3 separate regions of the Mus musculus genome follow, and regions 2 and 3 are each linked to region 1. A link is a contact called in public HiChIP or PLAC-seq and Micro-C data. All regions are on one chromosome and are shown on one strand. Each heading gives the region's core, a stretch centred on a gene start, on an enhancer-like site or on the middle of the called end of the contact. The rest is flanking DNA. Distances are from core to core; before and after follow the strand shown. Region 1 holds the start of Twist2 (twist basic helix-loop-helix transcription factor 2). Region 2 holds the start of Ankmy1 (ankyrin repeat and MYND domain containing 1). Region 3 holds the start of Gpc1 (glypican 1).

The links. A called contact is a pair of places that touch in the nucleus more often than the background predicts. HiChIP or PLAC-seq counts read pairs in DNA pulled down with a chosen protein or histone mark.
Region 2: a contact with region 1 is called in a FOXA1 HiChIP or PLAC-seq map of pancreatic cancer cells. The contact joins the promoter of Ankmy1 here to the promoter of Twist2 in region 1. A contact is called at or near these places in 2 of 39 promoter capture datasets (cranial neural crest and embryonic stem cells) and 1 of 115 datasets of contacts at active chromatin or transcription factors (pancreatic cancer cells).
Region 3: a contact with region 1 is called in a Micro-C map of embryonic stem cells, with 2.1 times the contacts expected there. The contact joins the promoter of Gpc1 here to the promoter of Twist2 in region 1. A contact is called at or near these places in 2 of 39 promoter capture datasets (the C10 cell line and hippocampal neurons), 3 of 484 Hi-C or Micro-C datasets (all in embryonic stem cells) and 1 of 115 datasets of contacts at active chromatin or transcription factors (embryonic stem cells).

Annotation. Positions count from the first base shown.
Region 1 is chr1:91,798,420-91,803,446 of GRCm38.p6, forward strand. Twist2 (twist basic helix-loop-helix transcription factor 2) reads left to right here and starts at 3,042. Exons shown (of 2, transcript NM_007855.3): 1 at 3,042-3,730. The coding sequence starts at 3,208. The coding sequence ends at 3,690.
Region 2 is chr1:92,900,108-92,905,134 of GRCm38.p6, forward strand. Ankmy1 (ankyrin repeat and MYND domain containing 1) reads right to left here and starts at 2,799. Exons shown (of 18, transcript NM_001347091.1): 1 at 2,723-2,799; 2 at 2,337-2,493. The coding sequence starts at 2,476.
Region 3 is chr1:92,829,473-92,834,499 of GRCm38.p6, forward strand. It overlaps Gpc1 (glypican 1), which reads left to right and starts at 2,173. Exons shown (of 9, transcript NM_016696.5): 1 at 2,173-2,625. The coding sequence starts at 2,460. Gm29481 (a long non-coding RNA gene) reads right to left here. Exons shown (of 3, transcript XR_003947946.1): 1 at 3,223-5,027.

The DNA.
Region 1 (5,027 bases), core at 1,792-4,291:
AATGTCCCTAACACCCAGACAGGAGCCATCAAGTTCACTGTGAAAACAGAGTGCCTGGCCCTACTCATTGGCTGAAAGAGAGCAGGCAATAGAAGAAGCTTTCAGAACTCCAGGTCATATTTTTTTATTTAATAAATTGAAGTCCTGTGAAACAAAGTACACATTTTTACATATACGAAAAGAAGCGTTGACATGATTTTTCCACATCGATAATGAATAAATATACCAAGAACTGCATGTGTGCCCATGGACCCTTATTGCATGATATTTCACACACACGTCTGAGTGAGCCTGGGTGGTCTGGTGGATACCCACACACAAACACATTTTGTTCCTGTGTTATTAATACTTCGGTTTTATTAGCCTTATTAATGACTTGGTTTTTAAAAGAAAAAAAAATCAGGTGATATCAATAAGCAGAGTATTATTTCCCAAACTGGCTCATTTTTCATCAGTGCTTCATTTCAAAACTGAATAGAGAAGGCTGCTCACCACCTTCCCGCCATCCCGGTCCTAACATAGGGGAGGCTCTGGTGTGTGTCTGTGCCTTCTTTTTAAGTTTCAACTAAGGCAAGAGAGAGGTTTCCAAATTCCACCAGCAAGAGTTTTTTCCTCAGGCTCTTTACACTTCTGATTTGTTAAAAGTGTTTAAAATAGAAAAGATCAACATAGAAGAAGAGCAAAAACCTAAGTGAGTTGCTGGCTGGGAATTTACAACTGGCCCCAGGGGAAATCTTTAATGCTTGCTCCCAGGTCGGTGGTTCTCAACTTGTGGGTCTTGACCCCTTTGGGGAGCCCACATATCAGTTATCCTGAATATGGATATTTATGCATGTCTGATATAAATATCAGATATTTATAATACTATCCATAACAGTAGCAAAACTACAGTTGCTAAGTAACAATGAAATAGTTGTATGGTTGGTTCGGGGAGTCACCACCCATGAGAATCTGTATTAAAGGGTCGAAGCATTAGGAAGGCTGAGAACTACTGTCCTATGTAAAGGGGAGCCCCCATTCTGAGTGGCAGCTCTATGTTCCATGCAATGTCCCCACCCCCATCCTCTGGCTGAACTGAGCCCGGGCAGGCAGCTTGAGACCTACCAGGCTTCTTGGCTGGGCTGTTTTCCTTTCCCTCTCAACTATGACCTCTGCCTGGTGGAGGAAGGGAGGAGGGGAGAGGAGAAGACAGTGAGAAAGAGAAACACAGACACAGGGGAGGGGGTGGCTGCTGGGCTGGGCACCAGAAGGCTTCTGTTGGGAAAACACCCTTTGGTTACAGAGGGAGGACAGTATCACCTGATTTATTTATTTAAGCCGGACTTTAAAGGGGATCCAGGTCAGGAGATGCCTCACCCGTTTGAGTGATACACCCAAACGTGACCCAGCATGCCTGCACCCTATGCCTTCCACCCGGAAGTCCCAGGAAAGGCCGTCTCATGCAGGCAGGAAGCTGGGATCTGGATGCGGTTTTTTGGTCCTTAAAGGAACTTTGAATTTTTAAAAGATGAAGGAAAGGGACATTGGATAAAATGTGGCCTTCCCAGAAGGCAAGTCAGCCTGGCAATGGGCACTGTGGCTGAAGGAGACCTTTAACTACCCTTCTGAAGCCTGAGAATGTTTAAGGAGCCACAGAGCTGTGACAGTCCTCTGTGAGTGGGCCTGCTCTCCACAGAGCATTGTTCCAGTGGTGCGTGTTGCATGTCCCCAAAGGTGGAGAGCCCAGGCCTTTGGTGAGGGGGCAAGAAGTGGCATACACAGCTCTTCCAGCTCCTTAGACAGTGGTCTCAACCCGAGGGCCCCACATCGGGGGCCCTCCCCACTGCCCCCAGGAGTGGCTGAGGCTGTAGCAGTCTCTGGCCTCAGGTTCAACTTCAATAAGACCTAGTTAGCCCTTGATCACAGGGCTTCTCTGACAGCCATGCTCAAGCCTGGCCTAGTTGAGCCCGGGTCACCTGGGAATAGGTTCAAAGGCAAGGAAGCTGTAAACCACCTCCAGGCCCCAGCTAGAGCGGCCTGGCGAACAAAGAGACCCCAAGCACTTCAAACGCGCTGGCTGGCGCTCGGCGCTCAGAGTCCAGATGGCAAAGGGCCGGGATCCGTGATGTCTGTTCACCAAGGCCTGGCCCAATGTTCTGCAATCCTGAGCCCTCCTGCCCTGCCCATCAGTGCCCAGGGCAGGGGACTTCAGACAGGTTCAGCCTCTCCCTAGTCTCAGTGTTCTGGGCCCACCACCCGCCTGCAAGTGAAGCACAGTACAGAGGCTGAGGCTGAACCCCAAACCGGGATCCAACACTCAGGGCAAGGTCAGGTAGGCAGGCATGGCGGGCACATGGGCGCTCCCGCAGAGGCTCGCTGTGATGCCTAAGCTATAAAGCATTTAGGGGGCAGGTTCTGAAAACGTGTCCAGGCTGAAGTAGCCCAGAAAATCGGGATTGAAAAAGGATCTCCAACTTGCATACTGGCCCGAGCCGGGCGGCGTCTCTATAGATCCTAGAGGCGAGATCGTGGGGGTGGACATCTCTGCCAACAGGCGAGTATCTGCCCTGCCCCGGGTCGTGGCACTCTGCCTGCACAGCTCCACTCACTGCGGGCAGGATCGCGTTGCAGACGCCGGAGGTCTCAGTGCGCGCCCCAAGAGGCTCCCAGCTGCGTCCTTGGTCCACGGAGCACATCTGGGCTTGGACTTGCCTCCTCCACCCCTCGCAGAGACCCTGAACCCTGGCAGGGCCAAATCTGCTCCAGGAGACTCAGACAAAGGCAGGCACCGTTGAACTTAGAGGTCAGCACCGCTGATTAGCGGCCCGCGCCTGGGGTAGGAGCGCAGGCTGAGCGCGCGGATCTGGCCTCCGAGATGCGGGCCACAGTCAGGGCCGAAAAAAGCGGAGACAAAACTGAAAGTGCCGCCCGGGGGGGGGGGGGGGGGCGGGGGCGGCCGGCGAAGGCCCCAGAATTTGTCCTGCCCCTGGCCACGGTGGCCAATCAGCGCGCCGCCCTCGCTCCTGACAGCTATTTAGCAACCCAGCCGGGATAGAGTTTCCAAAAAAGTTAGAATAACTTCCTCTCCCGGAGACCTCGGTTTTGCACAAGCCGGCCTCGAAATCAGAGCCTTTGAGAGCGACCCGGGAGCCTGTGCTCGGCGGCCGCGGGCTTGGCCAGTGGCGTGCGCTCGGCGCCCCCCAGCCCCACGCGCGCCGGGCGGGCGCCATGGAGGAGGGCTCCAGCTCGCCGGTGTCCCCCGTGGACAGTCTGGGCACCAGTGAGGAAGAGCTGGAGAGGCAGCCCAAGCGCTTCGGCCGGAAGCGGCGCTACAGCAAGAAATCGAGCGAAGATGGCAGCCCGACCCCGGGTAAGCGCGGCAAGAAGGGCAGCCCGAGCGCGCAGTCTTTCGAGGAGCTGCAGAGCCAGCGCATCCTGGCCAACGTGCGCGAGCGCCAGCGCACCCAGTCGCTCAACGAGGCCTTCGCCGCGCTGCGCAAGATCATCCCCACGCTCCCCTCTGACAAGCTCAGCAAGATCCAGACGCTCAAGCTGGCCGCCAGGTACATAGACTTCCTCTACCAGGTTCTCCAGAGCGACGAGATGGACAATAAGATGACCAGCTGCAGCTACGTGGCTCACGAGCGTCTCAGCTACGCCTTCTCCGTGTGGCGCATGGAGGGCGCGTGGTCCATGTCCGCCTCCCACTAGCGCCGCGCCGTGCCATCCACCTCCGGAGCCGCAAGCCAGGGTAGGTGCTGCGTGTGGTGGGCATCCACGACGCACGGGTGGGTGGGCGGACGGGCCAGTGTATCTCTCCTCGTGAAGGTACCTCAGGCAACCGCACAGGGATGGGGTGAGCTTCCTCACCCTGCAAGGGTTGGCGCGACCTGAGAAAACTCTCCTACCCCGGGGGCACGCCCAAGGTCTTTTGCCAAGGGTATCCGTTCGGAATCCACCCGCCTGTGGTTCCCCATCAGGGTCCAAATACACTTATTGGACAAATGGTCACTTTTCATTTTTGGTGGATGGGTATCTGTGGGTGACTCTGTGGGGAGCGGTTGTCAAAACGTCTTCCTTAGGCCAGCGGAGGCCAGGAGATGCGATGCCCGCTGGGTTGTGGCCGACCTGTTGCCTCGCGCTCATTCTATGGAGCTGAGGAGCCCACGCGTGGTACAGACAATCCGCTCTTTCTGATCCGCAGTTCCGGCCCGCGCCTTGGATGCTAGGGCGTTCAAGCCCTAGCCGGCTCAGTACGTAAGATGATGCTGGCCCCTGGCGCGGCAGAGAGGTTTCTGTTCAGCGCTGGGGCTCCAGGTTCACAGAGGAGCAAATCTCTGGGCGCCAAGAATGCAGTAGACCCTTGTCGCCCCAAAAGTATGGAACCCTCAAGCGCCCAGGCCTGGGTGGATGTAGCGGCTTGGAGTCTCTGGCTGCCTGCAAGCAGGTGGATCGTATTTAGAGTTGTGTGCTTAAGTACCACCATCCTTGAACTTGGAAAGACACAGAGGCAAGGGATTCAGGCTGGGTAACAGGTCTGAGTGTGCGGTGGGTGTGGATGAAGAAGCAGTGTGAGCAGGGCCTTGCCTGGGAAGAAGGCAGCTCAGCACAGCTGAGCACCGGATTGGTGTTTCAGAGAGCGTTTATCATGTCCTGCACCCGCTGCTTAGCAGACACATCCCAAATCCCCAGGCAGCCCCAGGGGCAGTATCCTGCAGGCTCTGCTTCCCTGAGGCCTTGCTTAGATCTTCGAGGGGAGCGTGGTATAGAAAATTCTTCCCACTTAATTTTCCTTCGTTTTTCATGCATCTTGTGTGTTTTTTTTTAAATGAAAGTCTCCGCTTAACACAGAAAGAATTTGGATTAATCAAGATTAACATGATTATCCATTGTCCCAAACATCTATTTACACTTTTATAATTTTATAATATCTTGAAAGTTGCTGCTGTGGCCACAAAATGTTGGTCTCATACAGTGGGTTTGTTTTCTTTCTTCCTTTCCTTTCTTACCCTCTTTCTTTCTTTTTTTTAAAATCCTTTATTTCTATC
Region 2 (5,027 bases), core at 1,549-4,048, 1.1 Mb after region 1:
GTGTGTATGGCACTAGGGAAAGGTGTGCCCGAGACAGGTTTGCCTCACTGTCGACCTTGTGTTGATCTCAGCCTAAACCCACTCCCCTGCCAGCCTCCTCTCAGCTCTCCCCGGGTGCTATGTACTGTTACCTTGGCTCTGGAGACCAACCCATTCCAAAGTCTGCCTGGCGGCTAGGCTGGCAGCACACAACGTGGCATCCCTCAGACCCTGTGAGGATTAGCCTTGGTTGTCAACCTAGCTACAGCTGGGGCCAACTAAAACCCAAGCAGTTGGGCACACCTGTGAAAGATTTTTCTAGATTGGATCGTCTGGGGAGAGAAGAGTCTCGATAAAGCCAGGCTGCACCATCTGGCTGCAGCCTATGAAAGAGGATGTGGGAGCAGGAAGCTTTGGCTTTTGCCTGCTTGTCCTCACTCTTGTGGGCAAGTTCATCTCTCCTGCTGCTGAGGCAGGCCTTCACTGTTGTTAGAACCTACTTATTTGGTATTACAACAAAGACGAAAGGTCAGCTGAAACATCCGACCTGTGGTCTCAACAACTACCAGATTCTTGCTCGGTTTTTCTTTCAGGAGACAGCAATTGTTGGACTACTCAGACCACAGCCTGTAGGTCACTTTAATATATCACATATATCAAATTTGTATATGAAGATGTGTATATATGTATATATAACATATTATATATGTGTTATAAATTATATATGACAGAATATAACATATATACTCTGTGAATTCTGTTCTGTTAAAAAAAAAAAAAAAGCCTGACTAACAAACCCCTGACCCAGCACACCAGTGAGATCTCGAGAGCCTGTAAAGGTGCATTGAACCTAAACTCAGCATCTACCCAATAGAGAAAGGCTCCCACTGTGAGGAGATGAAATATTTGGTATCCTACACCATCTTTATATCATTATACAGAAAGAAGCCAGGAAGGACAGGTATTCAAACTATCATGATAAGGTGGAAGGCACTGTTGTAGGCTGTTGTAAATTCTTCTCTTTTCCCCTGTCCAACAGGTCTTCCTGTGGCCCCAGCTGGTCTCAGACGTAATATGAAGCCTAGGGTAATCTTGAACATCAACCCTCCTGCCTCTGCCTCCCAGATGTGGAACTGCAGCCTCTCATTGCTATGACAGGCTTGTGCTGGCCTGGAGGGGTTGATCCCAGGGCTTTGGGCATGCTAGAAAAACACTACAACTGAGCCACATCCCCAGCCCTGAGTTGGAATCCTAATGCTGCAATCCTAAAAGCTAGTAGCTCAGAAATGTCCTTCGTATCTGAGGTGATTAGGTTGGGCCCTAGGCCAGGGTGACTAGTTCTCATGAGAAGGGCACCTTCTTTTGGGCATAGGGACACACAAATGGGAGATGAAACGCACAGACAGAGGGAGGTCAATACAAGTCAGGGAGAGATCTCTGAAAGAACATCAAGCCAGAGGCCCTTTGCTCTTGGGTTTCTGCCTCCAGCACTGTTTGAGGGTGGGGTCTGTATTGCACCATTTAACCTTGGCACTTTTTTTTTTTAAACAGAGATATTAACAAAGTGAGACCTGGCCTGAAGTTCCTGCCTCCCAACATGGCACAAGACCACTTGGCTACTTCTTGGAAAGGGCTATCAATAAGAGGAAAGAAAGGGAATGTTTTTCCTGGGGGGAAAAATGTGAATTCAATCAAGAAAATCGAACTATAACCAAGAGAGCTGGAAAGGCCAGTGTAGAGGCTTTAGAGATGAGCAGCTGGCACAGAAGGAAGGGCCCAGTCACCTGGCTCTGCCACTTCCAATTGCTCATCCTAACTGGATTCCTGGCTCCCTTTGTGATTTAGTTCCCTCATCTGTGAGAGAGACTGTGTGAGTCTGCTAGGCAGCTACCACAAACCACCTGGTTCTAGGAGCCGGAAGCCCAAGGTCCAGGTATCAGTGTGTTTGAGCTCATGAAGCCTTGCTTCCTAGAACCTTGTGAATGTGAGCTCCAGTTGGCAGAGAAAAGGTATAGAGAGAGAGAGAAAAAAAAAGCAGAGCTCTAGTCAACATGAACTTTGAGCAATGTAGTAGTCATAGCAGTAGCTGCAGCAGCAGTAGCAGTAATAATAGTAATATTGCACGCAGGGTCTCACTATACAGCCCTAGATGGTCTAGATTGCCCTATGTAGGCCAGGCTGGCCTTGAACTGATAGAGATCTGCCTCTGTCTCCCCAATGCCGTCATTAAAGTAGGATACCACCATACAAGGTTCCCTTTTTAGGGAATTTTTAAGGTCTGCCCTAATATTAAATTCCAGCGGATGCTTGGCCCCGTGGTACTGATTACACCTTCCTGCCCGCAAGTCCCCCTGCACCTTCTGAAGAAGGTGTAGCTCTTCACGGAATCCTGGCTCTCAGTGTCAAGAGACCGACCATTTTGCCCCTCCAGACCTCTGGAGCTTAAAGTTTTCGAGCCTTGAGAGTCCGTGGTAACAACGGAACGAATTTCTTCCATATCTCTCCTCTTCAAACCTAGAAATAAATCTGTGGTCACAATTCGCCCTCAGAACCGTGGACAGTGGCATCTGGGGGAACTGCCCGCAGCTTTTCTGATTATTCTAGTAGCCCCCTCTAGCTCCTGAGGGCTTACTAGCCTATGGGAGTTCGGGGAAAGGGGGGCGGGCGTTCCCTGGCCTTCCCAGGAGTGGTCGCCACTGTAAGGGTCGTCAAAACCATGTGGGATCTAGCCTCGGCCACTGACCTCAGGGTCACCTTCAGCAGACCGAAACCTTGGTCTAAATCACACCAAGTGTCTCAGAGTAATGGAGTAAATCCAGTACAGAAGTGCGTCACGTTGCCGTGGAGACGGCCACGCCCAGTTACAGCCAATCCTAGCCAAGTTGTGCTGACTCCTCCCTTCACTCCCCCCACCCCCATTCAGACCCGCCCCTGGACAAATCTGCAATTAGATAGCTGAGCTGCGATTGCCACGGGCCTGTCTCAGACACCACCAATCCCTGAGCTGGGAAAGCAGGCTCTGCCACCGCTAAAGCTCAAGTCCTTCTGTGGATGCTGGCTTAGCGTGTCGGACCCACGTTGAATTAGCCTCTGGACCAGAAGCTACCAGCACTCATGAGAGAAAGCTGTGGAAGACCCTGGAGCCAAGGCTTCGTTAAGGCCGTCTAATTGCCAAGTTCAGCTTTACCAGTGGGTGCAGCCTGGTCTTGGCAGAGGGGGAACCTCAAGGAGAGGGTCTTCCAGGACAGGGTTGCAAACAGGATGCACAGGAGTATAAGTCCAGAGGCACAGTGAATGGCTGGATACCAGTGTGCTGAGGCCCCATGGGCCTTAGGAGGAGATACAGATAGTGAGATTGGGCCAAAAGATATGATGTGCCAAAAATGGATTTATATTTATAAATGCATACACGGGCACTTAGCAGACAAAGATCAAGAAGCTATATTTCCACGGCTTGTCATACACATTTCCCAGGCACAGTGGGGAACCCATCCCTGCACTTAGGAAGCTGAGGCAGGAAAATCACTCCAAGTTAGAGGTCAGCCTGGACCAGAGTGAGACCTTGCATCATCCCAATGTCCCATCCTTCCCCAAAAGGAATGTTTTCATAATATGTTAACATTCGTTAAGAAAACCTAGGAACACTAGCTTTTGAAATTTTGGTGGATTGGTAAACTTGGCAGATTCCAGGGATTGATGACTGGAGACTGATCTCAGGCCAACTTGCTTTCAGCAAATTAGCAACTTTCCTTGCCAAAACGGGTGTCTGCAAACATGAAGGGGTTCACTGAGTCACTGCTGTTGCTATAGAAGTCAGTGAATCACTGGCTGGGAACGAGGCTTTTCTACTAAAACTGTTAAAGACTGAAAAGTTAACAAAGATCACTGGAAGTCACAAATTGGACCCGATTCTGACATTTGGAAGCAATGGTGAGTGTCTTAGTCAGGGTTTCAATTCCTGCACAAACAACATGACCAAGAAGCAAGTTGGGGAGGAAAGGGTTTATTCAGCTTACACTTCCACATTGCTGTTGATCACTAAAGGAAGTCAGGACTGGAACTCAAGCAGGTCAGGAAGCAGGAGCTGATGCAGAGGCCATGGAGGGATGTTCCTTACTGGCTTGCTTCCCCTGGCTTGCTCAGCCTGCTCTCTTATAGAACCAAAGACTACCAGCCCAGAGATGGTCCCACCCACAAGGAGACCTTCCCCCTTGATCACTAATTGAGAAAATGCCTTACAGCTGGATCTCGTGGAGGCATCTCCCCAACTGAAGCTCCTTTCTCTGTGATAACTCCAGCTTGTGTCAAGTTGACACAAAACTAGCCAATACAGTGAGAAAAGAGGAATTCCAAAAGGACTCTGCCTCAACTGCAAGGTGGTTTTATGGTTTCACAAAACTGGAGGACAAAAAATACAGGGTGCCACTGATGGCGTGTACCCATCAATTGGCCCAAGCCCAAAACTGTCGTCTGAAAAAGTACACAAATATATGTGGCATGTGCTAAGTGAAAAATTCCATTGTTTAAAGTGTGTGTGTGTGTTAACTCCTGTTCTGGCCCTTTGGTTTTAAATACCTTAAGACTAAATGATGCCTGAAAATGTCAGCACATATGGAGCTGTAGAAGAGTAAGGAACAGGCGGGCTTTCTGATGTCTGATTCAATCTGTCAAGTCAGCAGGCCTGAGAAACAGCACCTGTGGGCACTTCCCATATGCTGCATCCGTACTCAGGACTACTGAGTGCTATGAAGGACAATAGGGGCCTCAAAATCCAGGCTGAAGGTCGAAGGGCAGGGCTGTTCTACATAGAACTATTCTGTCCTGTGTGTCCTCTCAGGGGCTTAAACTGTTAACTGTCAACCCACAATAAGCCTGTGTAAGACAGCAACACATTATGCCAAGACCCCTTTTGTATTGTGGCAAAACAAAGCTCAGAAAAGGTTCATAAAGAGTTTATTCACTACTTGTATACTCCCAATACTTTGTGTATTCTGTTCTTTTCACTATTTCTATTGAAAAAAAAAGAATGTGGTCATGACCCATTGAAC
Region 3 (5,027 bases), core at 923-3,422, 1.0 Mb after region 1:
ATATCCCAAATGCACTTCCTCCCACCTCCAGAGGAGATGTGGATGCTATGCTGTGACCCGGGCTGCTCATGCAGCTGGTGAAAGGTAGACACTCACCACTGAATCTCAGGTTTATTTCCTTTCAGTCAAGGTTGAGGCAGGTAAGTTAGCTCAGGTGTCACCTAACTAGGTACACTCTCTGACAGCTTTCTGCTACTTTTCGTAAAGTGTCCTGATCAGTAAAAGTGAGAAGAGAAACTTGGCCTTGGCATGACAAACACATCTAAGGGCCCCTTCTTGGGAGCACTAAGGCCGCTTCCATCCCAGGTTTGAGACCCCAGAAGGGAGGGGAGGCTGCTGGGGACCTGCCAGTCCTTACATGCTCCCCTCAGGCTTCCTTAGTCAGCCCCTGGGCTGCTCGCATACATGGTTCCTCAAGATTATGGAGACTCCAGTATGGAGAGGAGCACCACTTTGGAGCACTATCTTGGCTGCCAGTAGTATGACCTGTGGGAAAGTGCTATGCTGTTCTTTTGCAGGTACAGTGATAAAGATTTCCCTAGAAAAGACAGCCAACCTATACAGCATCATAGCAAAGGCCATAGCCTAAAGACCTGCCATTTTGGGGTCCAGAAATGGCTCAGACACTGAGCCTACCCCAAGGAACTATCTAGGCTGGTCAACTTACAAAGAGGCATTCAGTGGTGATGGCATGTTGAGAGGCCAGAACACATGGGGAGCACAGAAAGCAAGTAGGAGCCCTGGCCATTGCAAGTCCTCTATTAAAAGTGACAGGGATCCAAGCTGTCCTGGCCAGGACATGCAGTGGACAGGGGTCCGTGAGTCAGGAGCAGTGTTACAGTAGAGGGATGTGAGGATATCTGCTCCGATAGATTGGTTTTCCATTGTTACTCTCAAGCAATGACTGCAGAGATTAATTGGATCACTTTCCTAGGAGTTAGGACAGGAAACCCACCCCCTAAGGTGGACAGAACCCCTGACGGGAGGACATCCTGAGGCATGGGTGATTGGGGGTTTTGCCACAAACCTGCAAAGCCCTGATTCAGCTGAATCCAAGAGCGCTGCACTCTATTGACACATAGTGGTAATCTATGACTCTCAACCATAAACCACATCTCGCTTTCTTCCCATTCCCAGATTAGGTATCTAGATTCAGTCTAACCTCAGCTATGATGGCCTCTTCATAGGATAAAGGGAACAGCAGGAGGGATAGTGCTGCCCGGCAGCAGCTAAGCAAGAAACTCCAGACCCAGCACCATCACCAGCTCCCAGGTAGGTCCCAGGTAGGGTCCCTTCTCCCCACAATCATCCCTGCAGCTGCGTGACAGTTGGTGGTCTGCCACACCTGGCCTGGAGTTGAGCTGCCCAACATTAACTCCTCGCTCTATTCCTTTTGCCAGAGGTCACCTACCACGCTGCACCCAAGCCTACAGACCTGCCTCTGCCCCATTGCTCTAGCACCTAAATAGTCACGAAGAGGGACCGTAACAGTCGCTGGCAATCTGCATCAACTGAAGTCATCTGAGCTGATGAAGGCTAGTTTTTTTTTTTTTTTTTTTGGCCAGTTTTCAGCCCCCTCATCCTCCTCCAAAACACGTCAGACGAGAACTGGAGCCGCTCAGGGGCGGCTAGAAAGGGCGTATGGATGTAGGAGTTGTTGCTGGGGGGTGGGGGGCAGCAGGTGAGTAGGGAAGTGACCGGACCAGGACTGAGTAGTAGAAGCGCTAAGAGAGCAAGCCGGTAAGGTGAAGGATGGAAAGGAGCAAAGAGATGCCGAATTCGGCTGGGGGCGGGGAAGCTCCTGATTGGCCAGCGGAGGACGTGATGTCACGTCCGGCGAGGGAAGCCCTGCCTCAGCTGCCCCCCCCCCCCGCCCTGCCCCCGCCCCCACAGGTGGTGCCGCCGCCCTGGGTGCTGGGCTGGGGGGGACACCTTAGGGGACCCCGGACTCGGCCTTTGCACTCCAGGCTCTCCCCGCCGCCTCCCATCTCACCCAGGCAACGGAGCACATCGCCTGGGCTGAGAGAACATTCCCTCCTCTCCCTCCGGAGAGCGAAGGGGCGCCCGGTGCGCCCCGATCGTGCCCCGCCTCGCCCCGCCCCGCCCCGCCCGGGCGCTCCCCTCTTCCCGCCCGCGCTCCCCGCCCCTCCCTGCCCCTCTCCGCGGCCGCCGTGGGGCCGGGCGGGCGGCGGGGGAGGCGCCGAGCCGGGGCTGCGCGTTCGCCCGCCGCGCTCTAGGCGGCCCGACTGAGCGGCCGGACCTCGCGCCTCGCGCCTAGCTCCCCGCGCCGCAGCCGCAGCCGGCTTTTGTTGTCTCCGCCTCCTCGACTGCCACCGCCTCTGGACCACGAGCGTCGCGCGCTGGGACCTTGGCTCTGCCCTTCGCGCACACTGGGCTGAGCGGGCCGGCCGGGACCGAGGGAGGCGCGCACCGGCGGCCAGGGAGCCTCGGGCCCCGCCATGGAACTCCGGACCCGAGGCTGGTGGCTGCTGTGCGCGGCCGCCGCGCTGGTCGTCTGCGCCCGCGGGGACCCCGCCAGCAAGAGCCGGAGCTGCAGCGAAGTCCGCCAGATCTACGGGGCTAAGGGCTTTAGCCTGAGCGATGTGCCTCAGGCAGAGATCTCGGGTGAGTAAGGGCGCTGCGTCCGGGGGCACCGGACCCTAGCACTCGGGAGGTCTGATCTGGGCCCCTACCCGCGCCGCAGCTAGCCCCGGGCGCCAGAACCCGCCGCCTGGACTTGGAGTGGCCTCCTGCTCCTCAACTGGTCTATACCCCACGGCCCTCGCCCCCGAGCTCCGATCCGCTCTGTTGCTGCCCAGTTCCCAGCCACTACGCTCTAGAGTCCCTTCCCCATAGCAATCTGCGCTCCCTTTGGGTTAGGGTTGTTGCTGGGCGTCTTTGGTCCCCGGCTTGGCCCACTGTGCTGGCGGGGCAGCAATCCCAGCTCCGGGACAGCGTGCCTGCCGCCCTTGCGGCGAAGCAAGCGGTAGCTCTGGGACGGTCTATTGGGTCGCATATCCCGGTTGCAGTGGGCTAGGAACTTCTCTATGCGGATCTCTCCCAGAGGCGTCAAGGGTTCTGCTTAGGAATTTACGCGGATCCACAGCAGGAGCCGCCTAGGTGGGATTTATGGGGGAGATCCTACACTTCAAGCCTGGGTTCTAAGGAAATGTGAGCCCGCTGCGCGATTCAGGGGACCCCAGGGCTCGAGGGGATTCCTACCTAGGAACTTGTGCCCGCCAGCGCCCCTATCCTAGCACACTCGTGGTCTGACCGGGCGCTCCGGGCCGCCTGGAGCTGCGAGCCCAGCTGCAGGTGGTCGGCGTCTTGGATCCCGCCCAGGGGCCTTGTCATCTCTTTGTAAGAAGAGCGGCCCTCCTGGCGGCGGCCTCGGCCCTGCAGCTGCTGAGAGCAGCCCTTCCCCTCCCTTCCCTTCCCTGCTGCCTCAGGAGCTCTGGGAACCGAATCTTTATGAGCTTGGAGTGCCTATGCAATGTCCCAAGGACCTCCCAAGCCCCAGGCTTTGCTCTTAAATGTGTGGGGAGCTTTCCTGGATAAGTGTAACACCAGGGCCTTGGTGAGCAGGGAATTCCTGCTGTGGGATTCTTCTGAAACTGAGGGGGCTTGCAGACTAGAGACCAAACTCAACTGGTGTCGTAGGCACTCTGAATGAGGAAAGTAAGAGTATTGCCCAGAGGGGTGGCCTGTGGCCCCAACTTGCTTGGGAATGGCAGTAGATAGCCAGCCATGGAGAACCCTGTTTCTGGGGAGAGACAGAACCCACAAGACACATTGTGTGGCCTGAGTCTCTTGACTATCTCCCTCTCAAATGCCCTCAGAACAGGCCTTTCTATGCCTCTCTCTACATACAGCCCTGCCATTGCCAAAGCCACCTCCTACAGTTCTCTGGGCACTGTCACCCGGTGCCTGGCAGCAGCAGGTATAGTTTGGTTGGTACCCTGCTCACTCTACCCACCTCCAAACACACAGAAATAGGAACATATACCCTGACATCCTTGTGTATCTCTTATCCCTGCCAGACGTACCCTGCTCCGCACACATACCAGCCTGAGGCCTTCCAGCCTACATCTTACCTTGGCATGGATATGCCACCCATCTTAATGCCTTCTTGGAGACCTTCTTGAGCTTGTACCCACCCACAGCTACTGTGCCCGAGTAGGCAGGGACTGGCAATGTAGGCAGTGACAAGGGCAGTGAGAGGGCAAAATAAAGAAGCAGAGGTGTGGTCCTTCCAGAGAGCCTGGTTCTTACTACCCTGCAGTTGGGGAATGTGGGGGATTAGGAACAAGACAAGCAAAAGGCTTTGATGTCTGTGAGGACAGCCGTAGATGCCCATCCAGCTGGGGTGTGTAGGCACCCTGCAGAATTACAGCAGTCATACTGGTTGGGGCCCAGTGTTTGTTCAGAGACACCCTATTTATTGACATGCAAGGCTGGGGCCTATGTTTTCCCATCATCCCTATTGGTGCACCTCAGAACTGGTGCCACACTTTTCTGGAACCCCATGGGCTGCACCTCACAGCCCTCAGAGTGGGAGAATACCTCCAAGCCCCAGGGCACTAAAGAGAGTATTAGCATGTGGAGTGAGAAACAGGGTGACCTCCTAAGATAGCAGTAGCCCAAAGGGCAGCCAAGCTCAGGGTCCTGTCTGGTTCTGTGCCACCAGACCTGGACTCTGAGGACCAGGCGCCCTCTGGTGGCCCCTAATGGCGCAGTCCTCCCTGGAGCTCCTATGTAATCCCTTAGTTCCAAAGAGCTCCTACTTATAAGAAATATGGGAATACCCCAGGAGATAGGTGCCTGCTGAGGTTCAACTGGAGTCATTGGGTGATTAGGAGAGAGGAAGAGTGGCTCATGGGCAAATGGATGTCCTTTCCTGCCCCTGAGTCTTAGGGACCAGAAATAGCGGGAGACTTCCCTTTTATCAAACAGTACTATATGTAAGAGGCTGGCTCCTCACCGAAGGCACTGCTTAGTTTTCTGGATGGCCTTTCCAGGCAGCAGTG